Regions from separate parts of the Pan troglodytes genome. Here region 2 is linked to region 1. Evidence: chromatin contacts called from public HiChIP or PLAC-seq data. All regions are on one chromosome and are shown on one strand. Each heading gives the region's core, a stretch centred on a gene start, on an enhancer-like site or on the middle of the called end of the contact. The rest is flanking DNA. Distances are from core to core; before and after follow the strand shown.

Region 1 (6,186 bases), core at 1,131-3,630:
CTGGCCAATATGGTGAAACCCCATCTCTACTAAAAATACAAAAATTAGTCGGGCATGGTGGTGAGCACCTATAATCACAGCTGCTCTGGAGGTTGAGGCAGGAGAATCGCTTGAATCCGGGAGGTGGAGGCTGCAGTGAGCCAAGATCACGCCATTGCACTCCAGCCTGAGTAACAGAGAGACTCTGTCTCAAAAAAAAAAAAAAAAAGAAAATCCATAGCCGTCTGGCTCCGAACCTCACACCAGGTGTGCATTAGAATCATCTGGTGAGTTTTTAACCCAACCTCCCCAACCCAGAGATTCTGATTCGTTTGGTTAGAGGGGTGGGCCCAGGTATCCTATTTTGTAAAAGCTCCCGGCTGGGCGCGGTGGCTCACGCCTGTAATCCCAGCACTTTGGGAGACCGAGGCGGGCGGATCATGAGGTCAGGAGATCAAGACCATCCTGGCTAACATGGTGAAACCCCCGTCTCTACTAAAAATACAAAAAAATTAGCCAGGCGTGGCGGGCGCCTGTAGTCCCAGCTACTCGGGGGGCTGAGGCAGGAGAATGGTGTGAACCTGGGAGACAGAGCTTGCAGTGAGCTGAGATCGTGCCACTGCACTCCAGCCTGGGCAGCAGAGTGACTCCATCTCAAAAAAAAAAAAAAAAGAAAAAAGAAAAAAGAAAGCTCCCCAGATAACTCCAAAGTGCTGAGGGGTACTGGTTAGAAATGTGCAATCTCAGGTCTCTCCCCAGGCCTGTTCTGAGATAAAATCCACTCCTTCACTGAGTGGCTCACTGCCATCTTCCACACTGGCTGGAAACAGACTGCATTTTAACATGACCCCCTACATGAATTAGATACACGTTAAGGTTTGAGAATCATTGGTTGACACCAGTAGTTCTCAAACATTAGTGTGTATCAGAATCATCTGAGGGGCTTGTTAACTCAGCTTGCTGGGCCCCACTCCCAGTTTGACTCAGGTCTGAGGTGAGGCCCAGAGATAAAGTCATTTTGAACATGTTCCCAGGTGATGCTGATGCTGCTGGTCAGGGGCCCACACTCTGGGAACTATTGGTCTACACCATGCAGCTGTTATGTAAGTAGAAATTAAGGTAATGAGGCCGGGTGCAAGGGCTCACGCCTGTAATCCCAGGATTTTGGGAGGCCAAGGCGAGTGGATCACCTGAGGTCAGGAGTTCAAGACCCGCCTGGCCAACATGGTGAAACCCAGTATCTACCAAAAATACAAAAATTACCTGGGCATGGGCGCACCTGTAATCTCAGCTACTTGGGAGGCTGAAGCAGGAGAATCGCTTGAACCCAGGAGGCAGAGGTTACAGTGAGCCAAGATTGTGCCACTGCACACCAGCCTGGGTGACAGAGCGAGACTCTCAGAAAAAAAAAAAAGAAAATAAATCTGGATAATGAACTGGGGGAAAAAACCCCCAACCGGTATTATATAAGGTACATAGGTTTTGAAGGTAGAGAAACCTAGGTTGGAATCCCCACTCCACCCCTAATTATGAAAACCTAGAAAAGTTAATGTCTCTGAACCTGTTTCCACATTTCTTAAACTACAGGCGAAACAAAGCTACCAGAATCACACTCCACTGAAGGTACTCTCCTTTGATTTCAACATGCCCTGATACTGTATTAGTGCACTATGTCTTACCTATCCCTTATTTTCAGACCCTGAGTTAAAGGGGGTGGAACGCTCTCTCTTTACGACCTCACTCAGCATCCCGTCCAGGGCTGTGCAGTGTGGCACTGAGCGTGGCAAGCCAGACTAGGCCAGTGATGAGGGGGCCTGGGAGCTAGGTCCCTGGGCATGGCCTAACGACCAGCCACCCGGCTGCAGCCTGATGAATCTGCGATCAAGCAAAGGTATGGGGCTGCTGCTGCGACTGCAAAGAGCAGTCACCGGACCTCGAGTCAGGCCCGGGTTCTAGAACAGGCTTTGCCACCTCCTAGGAGGGCGATCACTTAGCAAACCACTTAGCTTCTCCAAGCTAGCTAAGCTACCGGTAAAACGGGATGAGCACTGCTTACTCAGAGCAGCGGGAGCGGGTCTGGGGAAAGGAGCTATACTCGGTAAATGGGGAAGAAAACGCTTCCTGGGCTCCGGCACCTCCTTCCGGAGGTCCTGGCATCCCCCGCATTCCGCCCCGGGGCTCCCTGCACCGCCGACCCGGACCCACCACGCGACATTCCTTCCGCTTTCCGCGTCTGGGTCGCCGCCGAAGCTAGCGGGCGCCTGGACTGGCTGCCTCCCGCCGGCTGCAGCAGGACGGAGAAACCATGCCGGCGACCGGGCCGCTCTGTCCTCCGGGCGCAGAGTGCGTCAGTGCTCTGCGAGTCACCGCGGCACGGAGAAACTACAATCCCCAGAATGCTTCGCGGCGCGGGGCTCGTGCTCCGCAAATCCCGGCCTGCGTCATTGGAGTCTCTTTCACTAGAGTCGTTCATTGATTCCGCACGCATTCATTGAACCGGCGACCTGGGCCAGGCTCCTTCCCAGGCTCCGGCATAGAGCGGTGACCAAGATCAAGTGGCTCCCTGAGCTGATGGCGCTGCAGGGGAGAGAGTCTTAAGAAAACAAAGAAGAAAAATCGGGAAAAATTTCTTCAGAAGATTAAAAGTGTGATGTGATGGTGACAAGGTGGTCTTTTATTGGATTGTCAGGGGTGCCCTGAGAAGGTGACATTTGAGTTGAGATTAGTGACATGAAGCCAAGCTTGTGAAAACTCTGGTAGGAGCATTGCAATTAGAGGGAACAGTTTGTTAAGTAAAATTTATAGGAGGCAGGGCCGGGTGCAGAGGCCCACACCTGTAATCCCAGCATTTTGGAGGACAAGGCGGAAGGATCACTGGAGCCCAGGAGTTCGAGACCAGTCTGGGCAAAATGGGGAGACCCTGTCTCTACAAAAAATAGAAAAAATTAGCCCACCGTGGTGGCGTACACCTCTGGTCCCACCTACTTGGGAGGCTGAGGCAGGAGAATTGCTTGAATCCAGGAAGTGGAGGCTGCAGTGAGCTCAGAAAGTACCACTTCATTCCAGCCTGGGCAACAGAGCAAGACTCCGTCTCAAAAAAAAAAAAAAAAAAAAAAAAAATTGGAGGCCATTGGTTTGAACAGGGCTCCTGCACCAAGCCCAACAGACAGAACCAAAATGGAGGCACTCATGCTAAAGTTCTACATCACCAGGTGGAAACTAAGTTGTTTATCTGATATTCCGATAAATCAGAAGAGTGAGAGATAGCTAGATCTACAAACCATCCCGTTTTAGCTGGCAGGATAAGGAAGTCCCCTCTGCTTTAGCCTTCAGAGTTACAAGGAAAGTAACTTTGAAACAACCAATCTTTTTGTTTTCTGTTTCTGCTTTCCTCAGCCCTTTTCTGTCTGTAAAACCAATCTCCTCTGCTCAGCTCATTTGAACACTCATTCCATTTTATAGAATGAAGTGTTGCCCGATTCTAGAGTTGCAAATAAAAGTCAAATTTAACAAATTTGGCAAAAAAAAGTCAAATCACCAATTAAAAGTTAAATTTTTTCTTTTCACAGTTCATGCAAAGAACCTGGGGGAATTGACCTTGACAATTTAGGAACACAGGAAAGGCCAGGGAAGCTGGGGAGAGTGGTATAACAAGAGGCCAGAGAGGAAGCAGGAGCCAGAGCATATAGGGCTTTGTGAGCCAAGGTAAGGAGTTTAGATTTCATGGTTAGGAGTGCAGCCTCCGGATACAGTGCCTAGGTTCAAATCTACTCCTGGCTAATTGTGACTTTGGGCAAGTTAGTATCTTCTCTGTGCCTCAGTCTTCTCATCTAGTACTAGAAGTGCTATGACAGGCTATTGAAAGGGAGCGACGTGATTTGATTTACTTGTAGAAACAGGTTCTCACCCTGTCATCCAGGCTGGAGTGCAGTGATGTGATCATAGCTCACTGCAGCCTCAACTACCTGGGCTCAAGTGATCCTCCTACCCAAGCCTCAAGAATAGCTGGGACTACAGGCACACGCCACTGTGCCCCACCTGATTTACATTTTTTAAAAGTCACCCTGTATAGCCTTGGAAAAATTACTTTCTTCCTCAGCCTCAATTTGCTTGTTATGAAAACAAAAAATTAGGCCTTTCTCAGAGAACTGTAAGATTTAAGTGACCTTCATTAATGTGTGAAAGCATCTGGCACAGAGAAGAAGCTCAGTAAATTAGGCTTCTTGGCTGGGGGTGGTGGCTCACACCTGTAATCCCAACACTTTGGGAGGCCAAGGCAAGAGGACTGTTTAAGCTCAGGAGTTTGAGACCAGCCTGGGCAACATAGTGAGACCCCATCTCTAAATTTTTTTTTGTTTTTGAGATGGAGTTTCGCTCTTGTTGCCCAGGCTGGAGTGCAATGGCCTGATCTCGGCTTACAACCTCCGCCTCCCAGGTTGAAGCAATTCTCCTGCCTCAGCCTCCCAAGTAGCTGGGATTACAGGTGTGCACCACCACATCCGGCTAATTTTTGTATTTTTAGTAGTGACGGGGTTTCTCCATCTCGGTCAGGCTGGTGTCGAACTCCCGACCTCAGGTGATCTGCCCGCCTCGGCCTCCCAAAGTGCTGGGATTACAGGCGTGAGCCACTGAGCCCGGCCAAAAATGTTTTAAGAAATTAGCTGGGTGTGGCCGGGCGCGGTGGCTCACGCCTATAATCCCAGCACTTTGGGAGGCCGAGGTGGGCGGATCACGAGGTCAGGAGATGGAGACCATCCTGGCTAACACGGTGAAACCCTGTCTCTACTAAAAATACAAAAAATTAGCCGGACATGGCGGCGGGCGTCTGTAGTCCCAGCTACTCGGGAGGTTGAGGCAGGAGAATGGCGTGAACCCGGGAGGCGGAGCTTGCAGTGAGCTGAGATCGCGCCACTGCACTCCAGCCTGGGCGACAGAGTGAGACTCCGTCTCAAAACAAACAAACAAACAAACAAACAAAAAAATTAGCTGGGTGTAATGGGTGCGCCTATAGTCCCAGCTGTCACAAGAACCTTAGGGTGTCACTCTGCCATCCGGAAACCTCTGTGGCTAGCAGCGCCTGTGCTTGACTTTTGCTTGTGCCTGCTGGGCTCGTTCTGCCCGCTCAGTCTGGCAGGCTGGGCTCAGCTTGCACTGCGGGCTCGGATCCCACGCCTGCCAAAGGCGTGCCAGGTGTGGAGCAGTGAGGGATGTGTGAGCGAGTGAGCACAGGGTCCGACCACTGCACACAGCCAGATAGGCCGGCTGCTGCAGCGGGTGGGCAGCTCCAAGGGCCAGCACTGGCAGCTCCAGGCGCCGGCACAGGCTTTGGCTCTGTGCAAGGCTGCGGCTGGACCAGACATACGGTAAGTGGCTTCTGCTGTGGGCACCAGCATCTGGACAAGGGGAACACAGTGGTGGCCGAAAGCTCAGAGACACCAGGAACCACAGAGCCACAAAGAGGGTGTTACAGTGTGTCACAGCCCTGGCTTGTGGAGCCCGGAGGTCTGGGCCCCAAGAAGGGCTGCAGCTCTTCACCACACGAGGAGCAGGGGCGGGGCATCTTGGGGGGCGGGGGCGTGTTTCAGTCCATATGTGTTACAGCTCTTTCAGTCCTACCGCTGAGTGCTGCCCTGCTCTGGCCCGTGGTTCCTGGGCTGGCTAGGCCCAGCCACCGCTTCCTGTCATGTGGCACAGCTACCCGCTGGTGGAGGGTGGGCCCCCGGAAGGGTCACCACTCTTCACTCCTGCAGTCTGGGAGTGTGTCACCACCCACAGCTCAGCGAGCTGGCCAGGAATATGTTATACTCCTTTTACTCCCGCTGTTTGGCAGGTCCCAAGTTCTTGTTTCGCATCCAGGAAGAATGAGGTTATGTGGATAACTGGAGGGTAAGCAAGCTGGAGGGAGCTTTATTGAGTGACAGAACAGCTCTCGGGAGACCTGAAGTGGGTGGCTCCTTTCCGCAAGCAGGTCCTGTGGAGTGTCTGAGACTGGCTGAGTCTGGGGTTTTCATGTGCGAAGAATGGAGGAAGTGCATGCTGGTTGGCCCATGGGTGGCCATGGGTGGGCCTGGAAAAAGTACCATCCAATTGGCTGGAAGGCATCAATGAAGTTCTTACTCCTGTCCTGGATTCCACCTGGAACTGGCAGCCCCACCCCCAGGCTTCAGGCCACCCCTGGCTTGAAGGTGGGGCTTCATTGGGCATCTG
Region 2 (6,186 bases), core at 2,314-4,813, 240 kb before region 1:
GCCTCCCAGAGTGCTGGGATTACAGGTGTGAGCCACCCCCGCCTGGCCAAAAATTTCTTTAGTATACTCTTTTTATAAGATTTTTTTTTACTATCTTTTCTCTCTTTTTAGACAGGGTCTCTGTCATCCAGGCTGGAGTGCAGTGGCACAAACATGGCTCACTGCAGCCTTGACCTTCCGGGCTCAAGTGATCCTCCCACCTCAGCCTCCTGAGTAGTTCAGACTACAGGCACGCACCACGATGCCTGGCTAATTTTTTGTATTTTTGGTGGAGACAGGGTTTCGCCATGTTGCCCAGGCTGGTCTCGAACTCCTGAGCTCAAGTGATCTGCCTGCATTGGCCTCCCAAAGTGCTGGGATTAGGCGTGAGCCACTGTGCCTGGCCAGGATAGGAACATATTTCTGATCCCCATTCTGTGGGCTTCCCCCAGCCCCAGCCCAACCTTGCGGTGAAAGGAACAGCTCACTCATGCCTGTTTCCGTGCAGAAGGAGGAGACCGCCCTGGGCCACGATCTCCTCCTGCCCTGAGGAGACTGCCCTGGTCCAGAGGTCCCTGTCGCTCGCCAAAGACTGCAGGGAATGCTGTTGGGACTTCAGCTTCTTACGTTAGGGTTTCAGCAAGTACCCTACTTGCTCCTTCTCTGGGATGTCTATTTGTGGTGCCCCATGCAGCGTTACCTAGCCCCAAACTCAGAGAGAGACACTCTTAACCCTCTTGGTTGCTGGGGCCTGGAATCTGCCAGGGATCCTGGCCAGTGAGGAGGAGAATGGAGAGGAGTCCACTTCCTCTGTCCACCGACTGCCTCAATCACGGAACACGGGTGCTCTCCAGGCCCCTCCTCAGCCATCCTCCCCACACTCCCTGTGGACTCATCAGCAGCACAGGAAACCTTCGGGTCTGGCCAGGAGAACTGTCGTTTAAGCTGCCTAACTCCCAGATGCTCTGCTGGTCTCTAGCACCAACATCTTGTGAGTGCCTCACCCTCAAGCTAGGGAAGGGTTCCTCAACCTTAGCACTACTGACATTTTGCACCTGAGAATTCCTTATTGTGAGGATGGTCCTACGCAATGTAGGATGGTAAGCAGCATCCCTGGCTTCTACGCGGTAGCTGCCATGTTTAGAGACACACCCCCCGCCCACCGCCGTATGTCTCTAAACATGGCTAAATGTCTCCTGGGGGGCAAAATTGCCCTTGGTTGAGAACCCCCTGACGTAGGCTAATACCAGGCGCTCTTTTTAGTGAGCTCCCCACAGTCAATCCCAAAGACAATAGATTTCCAGTTCTAAAGTCTGCTCACCCTTCCTCTACTGAAAAACCCCATAATCTTCAACAGCTCCCCATGCTCGTTTCCAAGCATTTGGCATTCAAGTCCTCCTACGTGGGCTGTCCCTGGCCTATCTGTTCATTTTTAGCTGCCATTTCCACCTCCACTATTCCTTTTGTTTGTTTGGCTGTTTGTTTGTTTTGTTGTGGCAGGGTCTCATTCTGTTGCTCAGGCTGAAGTGCAGTGGCATGATCTTGGCTCACTGCAACCTCCGCCTCTGGGGTTCAAACGATTCTCCTGCCTCAGCCTCTGGAGTAGCTGGGATTACAGGCACCCACCACCACACCTGGCTAACTTTTGTATTTTTGGCAGAGACAGGGTTTCACCATGTTGGCCAGGCTGATCTCGAACTCCTGACTTCAAGGATCCTCCCACCTTGGCCTCCCAAATTGCTGGGATTACAGTGTGAGCCACCACAGCCAGCCACTAGTCTTGAGCCGTAGCCAATGTGGGTATCTCGCGACTCCCATCCATCCATCCATCCATCTCCATCCCTGCAGTAATCTCAAGACAAGGGGTGGGAGGTGGGAGAAGAACCATCCCAGAGGGCTCTCCCCATACGTGTTCCTGAATTCTCCTGAGTCTGGTCACTGCCTGAGTCAGGTCTGGCCTGTCCAGCTCTGGAAGAGGCAGGCTGTGAGGCCCCTGATCTCACAAAGGACTGTCATGAACTCCGTCATCCCCGCAGTCCCCCCACCCTGCAGATAAGATGACTGACACAAAGATGGGGGATCTGCTCCTCGTCCTTCCACTTTTACTCATCAATGCCTTCATCACCATTATACTTGTTTACTGAGCACTTTCTAGATGCCAGGTTCTGTGCTCAGCACTTCATTTCCATTGCCTTATTTAATCTTTACAAAGACCCCAAGATACCTCATGGCACTATTATTTTTCTGATTTTGTAAGAGAGCAAATTAGATTTTAGAAAAGTTAAGTCACTAGCTCAAGGTTACTGGCTCCAGTTGCCGCCCTTCTATCATCATCCTTTTCTAACGTTTTTGGGCCAGACACTATTCCCTTCCCAGGCCTTCCCAAGAGTGTCCAAGCCCCCAGATACGCACACATCCCAGGACAGGCTGCTCCCAGGTTGCCTGAGCCCCTGACCCTTTTGTTTCCCACTCTATCCCTCCAAATGGCCGCTTTCTGGAGCTGCTTAAAGGAAGGAGACACTGGAGGGAAGGGGGCAAGGGGGACAGTATCTCACTGGGCCTAATCTCTGGACAATGAAGAACTAGAGAACTGACCTTCTAGAAGTCAGGACAAAGGGCAGGGTCAGGGTGGGCAGGGCACAGCTGCCCCTCCTCCTCCCCCCCAACCCAAGTCCCTGCAGCAGCACCATCATCCATCCACCTTCCCAGCAAGCTCCCCACTCTGCCCCGGGCTGGGCCTGGCTTGGCTTGAAGCCCTCACCCCAGCTGGCACCAACAAGGGGGCTGGGAGTCCATTCTGGAGGGCTGGGAAGCAGGGCTACTTTGGGGAGTGGATTCTGGAGGGGGTCACCACCCCCTCATCGACAGACCACGGGGAGAAAATCCTTCTGGGGTGATTGGCGGGGTCGTCTGGTGGGGGTGGGCGAGGTCCAGGGCTAGGACCACCCAGTTTGGAGCCGGGAGGGACCCAGCAGATTAGAGACCTGGGTAAGGCAGCTGCGCAGGGCTGTAATTACCCCCAGAGGAGCAGGGAAGACACAAGCCCAGAATGCCGGAGCAAGGGCGGCAGCAAGGCTCCCAGACCTGTCCCCAGCCCAGCCATCAGCAGGGGAGAGAAAGCGAAACCCTTTCAGGGGTCTCCTTGTGACTCTCCTTCATGCCTCCCGACGTCCCCCGGGCCGCTTTGGTTTAGGTGGGTTTGAGCGAGAATTTGGACTCGAAGCTGCCCTCTCAGCCCCAGTGCCAGAGCCCCCAAACTCCAGGGTGGGAAAGGGGAGTCCCAGCCCTGCTCCCCCTCTCCCCCAGTCCCCGCGGCGGGTGAGTCACCCGAGCGCTCCCTACTTAGTCCTCAGGCGCTGCGGCGCGTACCAAGACGCGGACGCAGGGGGAGGCAGCTAGCGCGGCGAACTCCTGGAGCCGTGGAACCCGCTCGGCCGTGGCCGTGGGAGAGGCGCCGGGAGGCTGCGGGCGCGGGGCTCCGGGGCGAGGGCGGCGCGAACGGCGCGGACGGCGCGGGCGCGGGGGGCTGGGTCCCGGGGCGCTGCTGGGGTGGACCCCCCCGCCTCGAACTTGGTACGCGCCAGCGAGAGGCCAGGCCCAGCCCGGGCGGTACAATAGGGTTGGGCCGAGGCCGGGACTGGGCCGGCGCCGGGCAGGGAACTGGTTCGCGACCGCAGCCGAGAGACCCCGGGCGACCGGCACCTCCGAGCCTCGCGGGCCACCTGCCTCGACCTTCCCCGGAGCGCCCCCGCCTCCGAGTCGCTACTTGCCGGGCCGGGCCGGGCGTGATGCGCCGCGGGACCCCTGTCCTGGCCACTGGCCGCCGCCGCCGCCGCCGCTGAGACCCCGAGACCCCCAGTGACGCCGCAGCCATGGAGAGCGGCCCGCGTGCGGAGCTGGGGGCGGGCGCACCCCCAGGTATGCCGGGAGCCACGCGGAGGCGAGATGGGGGTAGATGGAGGGGCTGCAGGGCGGCCGAGGATGAGGCCGGCCGGCTGGGCGGGGACCCCTCCGCTGCCGCGCCCTCTGACCACTTGGAAGTTTAAAAATAAAGGCTGCGGCGGCGGCGGCTCCAGGCTCGCGATGCATCCTCTGACAGCTGCCCCCTCCCCCACCCCGGGTGCCGGACGCATCGGGCGTCGGGAGCCGCAGGGACCCCGCGCGGGAGTTGTTGGGGTGACCCTTCTGCCCCAGCTTAGTGCCATCTCAGCTTCCCCGCCCCCACGTCCCTTCCCGATCCACCCCGGGCCTTGAAGATCCTCTTCTACTGAGCTAGGGCTTCCGTCCCCTTCCCCATCCCCCGTGGCACATGTGACCCCAGCCTGAGGGTGTCGGGGGTCCATATTCTCAGGCCTGGGCCCTGCATACCGACGCCTCGGCCTTAGTGCCCGTACCCTCAGGCCCTGGCCCAGACCTCACCCCCACCCCATCCGTCCAGCTGCCGCGCAAAGGGCCTGTTGCTGCTGCGGGCCGGCGGGGAGGGGAAAGGAGGGAGGGGAGGGGAGAGGGAGGTCTCTAGCCGCTGCTGCCAAGTAACCCGCCGGATAAAGGCGAGGGGGAGGGGGAGGCGGCATTGTTTGGGGCGAGGGCGGGAGCTGGGGAGTGGGCCGCCTCCCCTGCAGCCAGGCCTACTCGAGCCCACCCAGCCTGATTCGGGGAGGAGGGAGACAGAAGAAAATCTGCTTCTCCTGCCTGCCCTCCTTCCCAGCCTCTCTGGGCCCGAATCTCCCACTCGAGAATGAGGTAAAGGCTCCAAGCCGGCACTCCCTGGACCTGCCACATCATTCCCCAGCCTGAGGCTTTGATACCTCCCCCCTTACTCTCTTTTTTTCTCTCTTTCTGCCCACACCTTAGACCACCAAAGCTCCCCTCCCCTCCCTCACCCCACCAACCACCAGTGCTCAGGACTTCTGCAAATCCCATTCGGATCTGGGAGCAGCTGATGAGGGGGTGGGGACAGGTTTCTGGTTGGGCTTGGTTTTGGAGGGAGGCGATTTCTCTTTCTTCCTGGAAGGGGAGGGAAGAACATGATTACTGAGGACCCAAGTTCTGTTCCCATTGACTCAGGGGGGAGGTGGCCCCATCCCCACACCCCCATGGAGTCCTGAGCCTAATCCTGTCACCTCCCTGCCCCTTGGGGTGTGGGCACAGGATGAAACAGTTCGTGTGGGTGCGGAGAGCCCAGGATAAGGTGGGGCCGATGGGCTGTGGGTGGGCTCCTCCCCATGCCAGCGAGGATGCTTCTAGGGGACTGTCTGGGTGTGGGACCTGGGAGAACAGGGAGGGGAGGCTACCATCAGACTGGTGGGTTTCAGGAGGCTTGTAGGCTGGGCTGGAAACAAGGGTGGCTGGGTCTGTCCTGGTTTGACTGAACCTGAGAGGGGACACCCAGGGAGGCCCAGCCTGAGTCCAACCTCAGCTTACTGGCCCTCTGCACCTGAGGGCCTCTGGCACTGGTGTATAGTTGGGGGCCTGAATGGGGGTGGTGACTGGGATACAGAGCCTGAGCTGGTGGCTAGTTTATAATTAGGGTACTTGGGTAGGATGCCTAGACTGAATATGAGAGCATGGGTGAGATGCTTGGCTCTCCTAGGGGCAGGGGGGATGTTCGGTGGGCGGGGAGGGCTGCGTCAGGGGCTGGTGGGCAGACTGCATATAGGCTTCTTGCATTGGGAGGACTCTTCTATACACAGGGATCTAGATGGAGTCACATAAGAACCTGGATCAGGATGGTGGCAGTTCCCCACACAGAATAGTCAAAGGTGACAGGAGTCCTCTGTGGGGCTTTCTGGGAGTAAATGTGCTCACAGCATGTGCCCTGTGATAGTCTGAGGCATGGGCCTGACAATCCGAGAGCATGTGACACGAACCCTGCTCCCTCTGAGTTCCTTTTTGCACTTGGACACTGAGCAGTAACAGGGGGTGGCGTGGAGTAGAGGACAAGTGTGGGGACCACTTTCAGGTCAGAAAACCTGGATGGAAATCCCAGTTAGCCATGTACTGGCTACTGGACTGGAGCAAGTGACTTACCTCCTGGAGCCACAGTTTCTGCCCCTGGAAAATGGGGGCAGTGTTGTCAACCTTGTGGGGTTAATGTGAGGGTTAGAGATGATTTAACTCAAGGAATCTGGCACGCAGACACCAGACACCTGCAATAAAGTGTTATTACCATTATTGTGGTTATGCTTCTGCAACCGGTGCCAGCAG

What was found. HiChIP or PLAC-seq counts read pairs in DNA pulled down with a chosen protein or histone mark.
Region 2: an H3K4me3 HiChIP or PLAC-seq map of stem cell-derived excitatory neurons shows a contact between it and region 1, with 4 times the contacts expected there. The contact joins the promoter of TRAPPC3 here to the promoter of LSM10 in region 1. A contact is called at or near these places in 1 of 7 Hi-C or Micro-C datasets (stem cell-derived neural progenitor cells) and 1 of 1 datasets of contacts at active chromatin or transcription factors (stem cell-derived excitatory neurons).

Annotation. Positions count from the first base shown.
Region 1 is chr1:194,590,138-194,596,323 of NHGRI_mPanTro3-v2.0_pri, reverse strand. LSM10 (LSM10, U7 small nuclear RNA associated) reads right to left here and starts at 2,380. Exons shown (of 2, transcript XM_513319.7): 1 at 2,185-2,380.
Region 2 is chr1:194,834,781-194,840,966 of NHGRI_mPanTro3-v2.0_pri, reverse strand. It overlaps TRAPPC3 (trafficking protein particle complex subunit 3), which reads right to left and starts at 3,563. Exons shown (of 5, transcript XM_063782672.1): 1 at 3,322-3,563. MAP7D1 (MAP7 domain containing 1) reads left to right here and starts at 3,756. Exons shown (of 17, transcript XM_063782668.1): 1 at 3,756-3,897. The coding sequence starts at 3,852.